Linked DNA regions of Pan troglodytes: region 2 is linked to region 1. The links are chromatin contacts, called in public Hi-C maps. All regions are on one chromosome and are shown on one strand. The core of a region is the stretch at or near the end of the contact, and the rest is flanking DNA. Distances in the headings are between cores, read along the strand shown. Region 1 overlaps CD247 (CD247 molecule). Region 2 overlaps GPA33 (glycoprotein A33).

What was found. Hi-C and Micro-C count contacts between places; a contact is called where the count stands out from the background.
Region 2: a contact with region 1 is called in a Hi-C map of induced pluripotent stem cells, with 4 times the contacts expected there. The contact joins two enhancer-like sites. A contact is called at or near these places in 5 of 7 Hi-C or Micro-C datasets (blood, induced pluripotent stem cells, a lymphoblastoid cell line and 1 more) and 1 of 1 other capture datasets (stem cell-derived neural stem cells).

Annotation. Positions count from the first base shown.
Region 1 is chr1:81,664,770-81,670,337 of NHGRI_mPanTro3-v2.0_pri, reverse strand. CD247 (CD247 molecule) reads right to left here. Exons shown (of 9, transcript XM_054673005.2): 3 at 1,021-1,124. Among named protein-coding and RNA genes, the nearest start is that of CD247, 76 kb to the right of the region's middle. Within about 2 kb of position 2,972, at least 2 of the 24 cell types and tissues checked have an H3K27ac peak or open chromatin away from gene starts, as enhancers often do. A contact at or near this core is called in induced pluripotent stem cells and stem cell-derived neural stem cells, where this site is marked.
Region 2 is chr1:82,057,604-82,063,128 of NHGRI_mPanTro3-v2.0_pri, reverse strand. All of the region lies in intron 4 of GPA33 (glycoprotein A33), which reads right to left. It overlaps LOC107969148 (a long non-coding RNA gene), which reads left to right. Exons shown (of 2, transcript XR_001710789.4): 2 at 1,166-1,401. Among named protein-coding and RNA genes, the nearest start is that of GPA33, 30 kb to the right of the region's middle. Within about 2 kb of position 2,283, at least 4 of the 24 cell types and tissues checked have an H3K27ac peak or open chromatin away from gene starts, as enhancers often do. A contact at or near this core is called in induced pluripotent stem cells and stem cell-derived neural stem cells, where this site is marked.

The DNA.
Region 1 (5,568 bases), core at 1,723-4,222:
CTGGAGTTTATTCTTCCCGGGCTAGCGCCCTCGCGCGTGCGCAGAGGTGTAAGGTTCTTGGTCTGCGCCCCCGGGGACATGAGTATTCTCTAGGATCCCTTCCTCCGGGGACTCTGAGGACAATCCAGGGTGGATGGCGGCTGGTCAAGATCCCGCCTCCTATCTTGACCCCCGGAGCAGTGTACTGTACGTGCATCACTCGCCCAGCCCTCAGCCATCGCCCGGCTGCCCCGGTGCCCAGGAAGCCTCGCGTTCGCTTAGTGTCCTGAGCATCTGTGGGAAGCTGACACAGCCTCACTCTTGCTTCACTTCATGCCGCTTCAGGCGGGAGAAACTGCAATGTCTTACAGATCTAGAGCGTTGGAAACAACCTTAGAAATCATCTAGGGCAGCATTTTCAAACTTAAAACAAGAAACTCAGTAAGATTTGGTTTTTCAAATAAAATATGATGCCAAAGTCCAAAATTCAAACAAGAAATGGGTTGAGAAGCACCGAAGTGATGACTGGGACTGGATTCTCCCCTTTACTCCTAAATTCTTCCAATCTCTGCCCACACCATGACCAGCCCCACGAAGAAACCCAAGGTCTGCAAGACACCAAGTGAAAAACCCATGCTCTGGTCCGCTCCCCCAATTACAGATGAGGAAAGGGCCTTTTCAAGAGAAAGGCTAACATGGCCTTCATTCACACTTGGAAAGAAGGACCTCTGCCTGAGTGTAAGCCCCTTTGTCACCAGTAGCATCGCCTTCCCTGGGACAGTCTGATGTGCACACATTTGTACGGCTTGTCATGGAGGTGCCTAGCACCAGGCTCTCCCTCCTACCCTGTCCATCTCAGCCAGACACTGCCACCTCCTCCTCAGCCCACTCAAGGCACACACTTGGCTGGTCCTTGCTTTGCTCCTGGATACCAAGCCCCAGGCACCACCCAAGCTTGAGACCTTCCAAGACCAAGGCCCCTCTGAACATCCATCAAGTGGGGGACCCCGTGCCCTCCTCCCAAAGCCCAGTGGTACCCACCTTCACTCTCAGGAACAGGGCAGTGAGAATGACACCATAGATGAAGAGGATTCCATCCAGCAGGTAGCAGAGTTTGGGATCCAGCAGGCCAAAGCTCTGTGCCTCTGTGCCAAGAGATAAAGCTGGTCAGCCAGGCCCAAGGTGACGAGAACACATCCCCATTACCCTAGGGTGGCACTAGGACTGACTGACCAAATACATCATGACACGGAGACTATATCCAATCCCCATGCCTCAGCCTGATCACAACCCTCTCCCTCCCTCCCACATCAACCAGCTCCTGGAAAACCTATTGGCACCAACGGAAGATGTGGCCACTGTGGGGCCAAAGAACCTGGGGCAATGGGAGGGGAGGTGGAAACAAGGTGAGCAGATGAGGCTGTTCTCTGTGCATAGAGCTCCTGCCACTGCAGCAGAAGCCCAGCCATGTTAGCCCCTGTGTGAACCAAGAACTCTGGAAGCCTCGGGAAGATGTTCACGTCTGGATGAATGGTACTCCTGGCCTGAGGTGTGTGGCTCTGAGGCCTACCCACAGGGAGACAATAGGTCAAATGATGGTCAAATGAGATCATTTCAATATCTGACAGTTAACTAGGACAGGGAGAATCTGGGTTAACTCTCCCCCCACTCCCTGCCTCCTCAGTGCCAAGCACTCTCCCGCCTAGGACAGTGGGATCTGGTGCTCGGCTTCCCTTCCCTGTGCCCTGAAGGGTTTCATGGCCAACAGACAGAGGTACCTTTGGTGCCCCTCCCCACCTAGGCCCAGCATCTCCCTGTCCCCTAGTCCCAGCTCCATGGCCTCAGGCTTCTCTGTCTCCCCTCCTCCCACTACACACACCCCATTCCCAGGACACGCCTTGCTCTTCCAGACTATTTGCCCTGTGCCTTGCACTCACTGTTCCCTTTTCATGTTCCCTCCATTTCTCTCCCTGAAACCCTACTATTTGGTAACATTTGATGCATCCTACAAAATGCAGCTCAAAGGTCCCTTCTGTGTTAGCTTCTCCCACTGCAAATTTCCCAGGGGCCCCTAACTCCTAGTGCCATATTAACCTTTGTCAAGCTGTAGTTAATGCACGTTTAGTTGGCACTGCCATTGGAGTACAATGGGCTGAAGAATGCAGATACACTAAATACTCTGGTTAAATAAAAGTTTGCATTTTTGGGCTGGGGGCGGTGGCTCACGCCTGTAATCCCAGCACTTTGGGAGGCCGACACGGGTGGATCACTTGAGGTCAGGAGTTCAAGTCCAGCCTGGCCAACGTGGTGAAACCCCATCTCTACTAAAAATACGAAAATTAGCTGGGCGTGGTAGCTGGCAGCTTTAATCACAGCCACTCTGGAGGCTGAGGCAGGAGAATCGCTGGAACCTGGGAGGCAGAGGTTGCAGTAAGCCGAGATCACGCCACCGCACTTCAGCCTGGCACACAGAATGAGGCTCCGTCTCAAAAAAAAATTTAAAAAGGTAGTGTTTTTATTTGGAACATCACTGCACTGTGAATGAGGAGACTCGGATTTTAGTCTGACCATACTTCCTACTAGGTAAAAGTGCAGCAACTCAACCTGTAAAACAGGGTGTGGTATCCATCTCACTCCACCCCTGCCTGGTAACTAGAGCAGAGGTCCCAGGCCAGCCCCGCTAGTGTCTGTCTCCCAAGGCCTGGGCGCCCTCTGGTGGCCTTTGGACCCAGATGAGGGCAGAGGGAGTGGAGGCCATATGTGGGAGTGCTGTCCTTCTTTCTGGCTGTCTGATTTGGGGCAGGTTATGTATGCTCTGTCAGCTGCCTCTTCTGTTGAACAGGGTGAAAACTAACATTTCTTCAGACACTGCCTTAAATGTAATCATCGTCAGATCCTCCTGCCACCCACACTCGGACACTGAGGCACCGAGGATTCGGGTTCAGAGCACACGGTCACAGGCAGCCCAGGACTGATCCCTAGCAGTTCTCACCCCCTTCCTGCCCCTGGGCCAGCCCTGCGTACCCCTCCATGCCAGCAACGTTTTGGCCTCCCCGACGAACTATGGAAGCAGATGATTCAAAGGCAGCCACCAGTGTCCCTACCCCCACCACCCTGAATCCCTCTGTCCCCTGGCTTTTGACTCCAACCCTAATTCAGGACCCCTCTTGCCCCCAGGCAGCTGATCTCTGCAAACTTCCCACAGACCCTGCCCAGAGACCATTGATGACCCAGCCACTCGGACGAGAGTCCAAGCTCTTTGTCCAGCCATGTTAGGGCTCTGCTGTAACCAGTCCAGGCCTGAAAAGACCACAGCTTTGTGCCACCCTGTCCCTCTGCTCTTGTCTTTTACACCCCATTCTTCCTTGAACACACCCATATTTTTCTACCCCCTGGCCTGTTGAGCTAGATCTTTTTCTAGGCCTGCGTTCTACCCCTCCACTCAACACCTGTTGAAATCAGACTGTCCCACCACCTGAGCCCCTGAGGAAAAAGTGAGAGGATGTCGGTTCAAGAGCCTATATCCCCCAAAGCGCTCTACAAACCCAACTCCTCAGGACTCAGATGCCCCTCCATCTAGGCTGTCAGCACCTGAGACCAATGGCTGCATCTTCATTATTGCCTCTTCCTCCAGCCCCAGCATCAGAGTGCAGGGCACAGGGTAGACAATCACTCGATATCATGGAATTTTTCAGGGCTGAGCTTCAGTGATGAGGAAGATGCTGGGCCCAGCCCCAGGTGTGCCTGCCCTCTGGCCCCAAGGTATTGCTGGAAGTCCTCACTGACCTAGGGACGATCTAAAGGCCTCTGGGGGACAAGCCAGCCCCCATGAAGGCCACCAAAGCTGGGGTGACTTTTTGCTGTGAGGACTGCAGAGGAGATAACCGTGGCGATTTATGGGACTGGTTGAGACTCAGAAGAAAATCCAGGAGAAAATCACTCAGCTGCTTGTCACAGAAAATGAGAACAGAAAAATTACTGGACAGTAAATTTAGCACAAATAAGAAATATTTATTTGTGTTGTGCAGACTCAGCACAACACAAAGGGGCAGGGGGATTGGGCACGTCCCTGAGATAAATAATATGAACAAGTTTCCTCCCTTTCTTCCTTCCCTCCTTCCTTCTTCCTTTCTTTCTGCATAGTTTTATGACTGATGACAAGTGTGCTGTGTGTGGTTGGGTGGAGGAGAGGATATTAACCCCAACATAATTCCCTGTGTAGGACCCTCCTCTCCTCGGTCCCACTATGCCTGTGCTGGGAGAGATGGGCCTGAGGAAGACAGTCATGGCCCAGAAAGCTCCATGCAGGGATGCAGGACCTGATTCAGTTACGCAATTAATTAAATATTCATTGGGCATCTGCTCTGTGCCGGGAACTATTGAAATGGAATGAACTCTGGATTGCGTGCAGGTGGGTTCGAGTACTTCTCTTGCCACTTACTAGCTGTGTGGTTTTGGACAAGTCACTTCCCTCTCTGGGCCTCAGTTACTTCATCTATTAAATGGAGGGTAATCATATCTACCTTAAGGGTTGTGATGAGAATCAAAAGACAATGATGTCTGATATTTGGGTCGAGTCTTCTGAGTCCCTGCCCTCATGGGGCTTAAGGCTTAGCTCTTGAGGCCACACACAAGGTGCAGGAGCTTCCCTGGACAACAGACAGTTTTGCAGGATGCCAGCTCAAAGGCACCGCATCGCCACTCTCTACTTGGTCCTGGCTTCTTCCCTGTGCGCGCTCCTGTGGCTTCTTCATATTTCTACCAATTCCATCCCAAAGGGACCAGCAGCTGCTTCCTAGGAGGTTTCAGGGTATTACATGGTAGCTACTTTTCTGTAAAAGTGGAGAAGCTGTTTTATTTAATGTTCCTGATCCCTACCCAAGATTACAGCACCCAGGAGAACCTCAGCATCTGAAAGGAGCCCCAGAGACTAATAGAGCATTCTCACACAGACTCTCAATCCACCGCCCTCTCCCCTGAGGCTCTGACTTAAGTGGCCTGGAGTGGAACCTGGGCATGGGGACTTCATTGCATGGCCATGAATGGATTGAGATTCAGACCTGCATCATTACAGGGGCCACAGCATGTGAGAGGGAAGCCCCGCCTTCTGTAGAGATGCAGCCATACCCTACAACAAATGTAAATTTCTGTCAAACATATGCAACAAAATTAAAGCTTTGGTCCTTCTTATACACTGTACTTCTGAACTGTGTATTATGGAACTTCTCTAAGCCTTCGTTTTCTCATCTGTAAAATGGGGATAACAATACTACCTGTCTCATTAGATGGTGGTGAGGGTAAATACAATACTTTTTTTTTTTTAAGTGGAGTCTCACTCTGTTGCCCAGGCTGGAGTGCAATGGCATGACCTCAGCTCACTGCAACAGCATGACCTCAGCTCACTACAACCTCTGCCTCCCAGGTTCAAGTGATTCTCCTGCCTCAGCCTCCCAAGTGGCTGGGATTACAGGTGCACACCACCACACCCTGCTAATTTTTGTAATTTTAGTAGAGATGGGGTTTTGCCATGTTGGTCAGGCTGGTCTCAAACTCCTGACCTCAAGTGATCTGCCTGCCTCGGCCTCCCAA
Region 2 (5,525 bases), core at 1,034-3,533, 390 kb before region 1:
TTTAACTTCTTTGAGCTGTAGGCTTCCTTTGGAAAGTAGGAGTGAAAACACCTGATCCTCCTGAATCGAAGAGAACGGACCAGAATGTCCCATGGAAGACCTTTCCCCTCAATCTATCATCCTATGCATTTCTTCATCTTGAAAGCAAGAGCTTTGTGCTTGGGCATATGTATATGTCCTGCCATCCAAGACGCTTTGTTATAACTGCTATTTTGAGAGGAGCTGGAGACCTACCTCCTCTAATTTTGCTGCAGAGCCAGCCTTGCCTGATCCCTGCTGCCACCAGGTGGTTACACGCCATCCCTAAGAGACGCTCTAAATTGTAAATACGATCCTGTCACTGCTCTGTTCAGACATTTCAGGGGCTGCCCAGCAACCACTAGACGTAATCTTCAGTAACAAGTCCAAGCTTCAGGTCACAGATCTGGCCCTGTCAATCATACCAGCTTTGTCTCTTGCCACTTGGTGCTAGGGGCAAAACCAGGGGAGTTGTCCTCTCTCCGCCCCACCGTCACTTTCTTGCAAGATTGCATCTCAAGATTTTCCTTCTCCGGATGTGCTGCTCAGTACACATCCTCAAATGTGATGTCCTTTCATCCTTCCAGCAATCCTCAATATTTCAATCTCCAATTCATGGAGTTAACTGGAGGCTTAAAGAAGTTAAGTGAACTGCTCAAGGTCACAAAATTAAGAAATTATAAAACAGGAACAAAAATCCTGTTTCAGGTCTAGAACTCCCTGGAGCCATTGATAATTTTCTTTTAAAAATTTGTGACCGGGTGCATTGGCTCACGCCTGTAATCCCAGCACTTTGGGAGGCCAAGGCGGGCAGATCACTTGAGGTCAGGAGTTCGAGACCAGCCTGACTAACACAGTGAAACCCCCCGTCTCTACTACAAATATAAAAATCAGCCGGGCATGGTGGTGCGCGCCTCTAGTCCCAGGTACTTGGGAGGCTGAGGCAAAAGAATCGCTTGAACCTGGGTGGTGGAGGTTACAGTGAGCTGAGATCGCACCACTGCACTCCAGCCTGAGCAACAAAGCGAGATTCCATCTCGAAAAATATATATATATAAATAAAATTTTGTATGATAAAAGCAATGTATGCTCCTTATAATAATGTATAAATGATATAAAACTATTATTTCAATTCAATTCAATACAGAAAATCTTTAGCTGCTGATCACAGCTATAAACGAGATGAAGAGGGTCCCTGTCCTCTTGGTGTTTCCAGTCTCCCAAAGAAGACAGACATGAAACAATGGTGGTTACAGTTCAAGATGGAGGTACTATCTGAGCTTATGGCAAGGGGTTTTAATCTCATCCAAAGGGCCAAGGAATGCCTCTTTAAAGAAGAGAGAACAAATAAAAATCATTCATAATTCCATTACCTATAAATAACACTTTGATTTGGTGCTATTTTCTTTCAGTCTTTTCACTTGTACTTTCTTCAAATTCTTCCCTTGACCCCCAGGACACTACTCTCTGGATGCTCATTCTTCATAAAATGTGTCCCCTTCTATCCTAGAATTCCACGCCTCAGTATGTTTTCTGGAACATTGTTTACATGTGATATTAATATGCGGCATGGAGAAGGAGTCCCTAAAAAAGCAAGTTTAGGAATCACTGAGTTAGGGTTAAGTAATCTTTCTAAGGGCAGCACTTTCAGAGCTCCTACAATGCTGTTGAGCACTGGGAACTTCTGACAGCGGGGTGTGGTATTCATGCTCTCATTTGCTAAATGAATTGGATTTGTTATTTTTAAGAGGCATCTTGAAGGAACACACTTTAGGAAATGCTCTATGGCCCTGGGCATGCTTAGGAGGTCTAGAGCTCATAACAGATCCCCACCACTTAAGAGTGTGAAGCTCGGCCTCTGGGTTTAGTGTAGGCAGCACACTGCAGACAGTCAGGACTTTTTTAGTTGTCAAGAGTCCAGCTTTGAGCTCTAGGCCTTGTTTAGGGTGGGAAACATGGGGTTTCCTAGTCCAATGAGTCAGCGCTATCCTCCCCCAGTTCCCTGATGCAAACCGTGTGCACTGGAAGCTGCTAGGATGAACCAGTGCAGGTCTTGTGCCACAGGACCTTCTTTGATTCCGAGTTGGGGCTCCCAAGCCCCTTTTCCTTTGGAAAGGGACTAGTAATTTCTGATATCCGGAGAAAACTAATGTTTCCGCTGCAGTGGCGACACCTTGTGGTCAGAAAGGGGAATGCACAGGACGGTCATACGCTTCCCACGTTCCTCTGCTCCAGCTGTGGAGAGATTCCCCTCAAGAGAACCTCCGGTCTCACCAAGACGCTAATGTCACGTTGACAAGATCTAACGTTTCCGCATCCCCCCAACCCCTACCCAATCCCGTAGCTTGTCGACAAGCCCCTGCTGCCACCTCTCTCTCACAAAGGGCCCTCACGATCCTCCTTGGACTGGTCCCCAACCTTCACAACCGCCTCCCCTTAAGTGCTCCAGGCCCCAGAACTACCCCCTCCCCCACTTCCTTGATATCCAAATTCCTGTTTCTTCAGTGCATGAAACTCAGCTTCCTGGGACACAGCTTACCAAGTCTGTTCAGAGCTATTACACATGGGATCTCCTCTCATCCTCTTCGCAGCTTTTGGGGAATCCCAGTTTTTTTCAAAGGGCAGTACTAAGGGTCAGAGAGGCTGAGAGTGACTCACAGCTCCAAAGTGGAGAAGTCAGGACTTCTTGTTTCCTGATTCTGGATTCCCTGTTCTTTTCACTGCTAGCTTGTTTCCACTGAGGGTTTAGTCAAAGGAATGAATCTCTAATGTTGGAAATTGTCTTCAGATGTAGGAGAGCAGAGGTACCCTCCTCTCCAAATTGTCCACGGTGGACTGAAATGTTTTAAAAGCCAGAAACAATTTGGGCTGACCCACAGAGGAAGAAGAATTAGCAGATTCTTTTTATTTATTTTTTGTTTGTTTGTTTTGTGTTTTTAAGACAAGATCTGGCTCTAGTGCCCAGGCTGCAGTGGCACCATCTTGGCTCACTGCAACCTCTGCCTTCCAGGCCCAAGGATCTTCCCACCTCAGCCTCCCAAGTAGCTGGGACTACAGGCACACACCACCATGCCAGGCTAATTTTTGTATTTTTGGTAGAGACAGGGTTTCACCATGTTGCCCAGGTGGGTCTCGAACTCCTGTACTCAAGCGATCCACCCGCCTCAGCTTCTCCAAGTGCTGGGATTACAGGCATGAGCCACTGCACCTGGCCAGAATTGGCAGATTCTCCAAGGCTCTGCAAAGCAGAGTGGAAACGAAGGCTTTGAGAACTCTGCCCTCACCCCGCAATGTCTCCAGATGCCAGGGCGTGTTGTTACGGACATTAACCATATTCTTTTCTGTCACCCGCAGGTCCCCATTCTGACTCAGCAAATCTTAATTAGAGACAGGATAAAGCTTTCACAAATTAAAGCTTTCACAAATTAAAGACGCAATTCTCTTTTCACCTCCTTTCCTGTCCTCAGGATTCTCCCTTTTGCATAATGAAAGAACTAAGTTTTGGCTTCTAACAACCAGAGGAGTCTCCCTGTGGAGGCAGGAGAGAACTGCAGCTGGGCTGTCCCTTTGTGAGGCTCCTCAAAAGGTACCCGTGGCTTACAGGGCAAAGACGAACCTCCCTAGCGTGACGCACAGGCTCTTCATGATTTCTCATCACTGTGTTTCTTAACAAGAGTATCTCCCACCATTCCTACACCTACACATGCACCCTACCCCTTAGCCACACCAGACAGTCATGATTCCTTCCTGTTCTCCATGCCAAGCCTCCTCATCCTTGAGGACCCAACTCAAATAACAGCTAATAACACTTAGCATTAAATGAGTGCTTACTGCCTACCAGGCACTAGTCTCAATGCTTTACATCTACTTTTTTTTAATCTTCACAACCCTATGAAGTAAACACTAGCATTGTACCCATTTCATAGACATAGAACCTAAGGCACAAAGAAGCTGAGTCACTTGCCAAGGTCATACAGCTAACAAGTGTCCGAGCCAGGAGTCAAGCCCATGGCATGCTCTTAACCACTGTCAACTCCAATACCCACTCCTTGGAGAAACCTTCTTTGATCTTCTTATGCATCTTCTGTGTTACATCACCACTGGGTATAAAGCTATTATAGCATCTGCCACCTATAACATTCAGCTTTGGGTCTCCCTATACACACTTTGCTGGAAAGAAGATCAGACACTACCAGTGTCCACAGCACACCTACCGTGACCATGGCTGGAGTCACTAGACTATTCATAGGCCAGAGAGAGGAGGCCACAGAGCCCCCGGAGAGCTGCCAGGTGGTTTCAACAAAAATTCCAGACACACTCGATAAAAAGTTGCCAACCAGAAATACGTAAACACAACTAGAAGCTTGTTGAAAACCTACACTACATTGACCTATTTTAAGTTAGGTCGAGTGGATTCTACTAACTGTTTTTTTTTTTTTTTTTTTTTTTGAGACGGAGTCTCGCTCTGTTGCCCAGGCTGCAGGCTGGAGTGCGGTGGTGCGATCTCGGCTCACTGCAAGCTCCGCCTCCCAGGTTCACGCCATTCTCCTACCTCAGCCTCCGGAGTAGCTGGGACTACAGGCGCCCGCCACCACGCCTGGCTAATTTTTTGTATTTTTAGTAGAGACGGGGTTTCACCGTGTTAGCCAGGATGGTCTCGATCTCCTGACCTCGTGATCCGCCTGCCTCAGCCTCCCAAAGTGTCTACTAACTTTTTTAAGAAGTCGATTTGCCCCCAAACGAGTGATAAAGCTCTTCCTGGATTGAGTGCACCCCCAATGTGTGCATCCGTCCGGCTGGGCTTATCCAGGACACCAGATATTCTTCCCCCGGGTCCTCACCCCCACCCCCAGGCACCTCATCTTCTCAGAAGAGCTGTGTGCCCTGCTGGCTTTGCTTTCCACCTCTGGCCTCCTTTTCCACCTACACTGAACTGAAAGACCTCCCAGAAGCTAAATCGGATGGACACCTTTCAGGCCTTGTCTTTCTTTTTAAAAAATATTTTATTTTATTTTATTTTATTTTACTTTATTTTATTATTTTATTTTATTTTATTTTATTCATTTTATTTTATTTGAGGCAGGGTCTCGCTCTGTCACCAAGGCTGGAGTGCAGTGGTGTGATCATGGCTCACTACAGCCTCGACCTCCAGAGCTCAAGCAATCCTCCCACCTCAGCCTTCTGAGTAGCTGGGACTAAAGGGTGAGTCCTGCCATGCCCAGCTAATTTTTTAAAAATTTTGTTTGGAGACAGGGGTCTCACAATGTTGCCCAGACTGGTCTTGAACTCCTAACCTCAAGTGATCCTCCTGCCTCAGCCTCCCAAAGTGCTGGGATTATAGGCATGAGCCACGGCACCCAGCAAGCCTTGTCTTTCTTGATCCTCAGGAGCAGGGGTGGGCACTAGGGGCCCTGGGACTCCACCAGGGTATTTCCACACCCATTGGCTCTGGGTGTGGAAAGGACGGTAGGATTTTTATATAGCTCTTTCTTTCTTTTTTTTTTTTT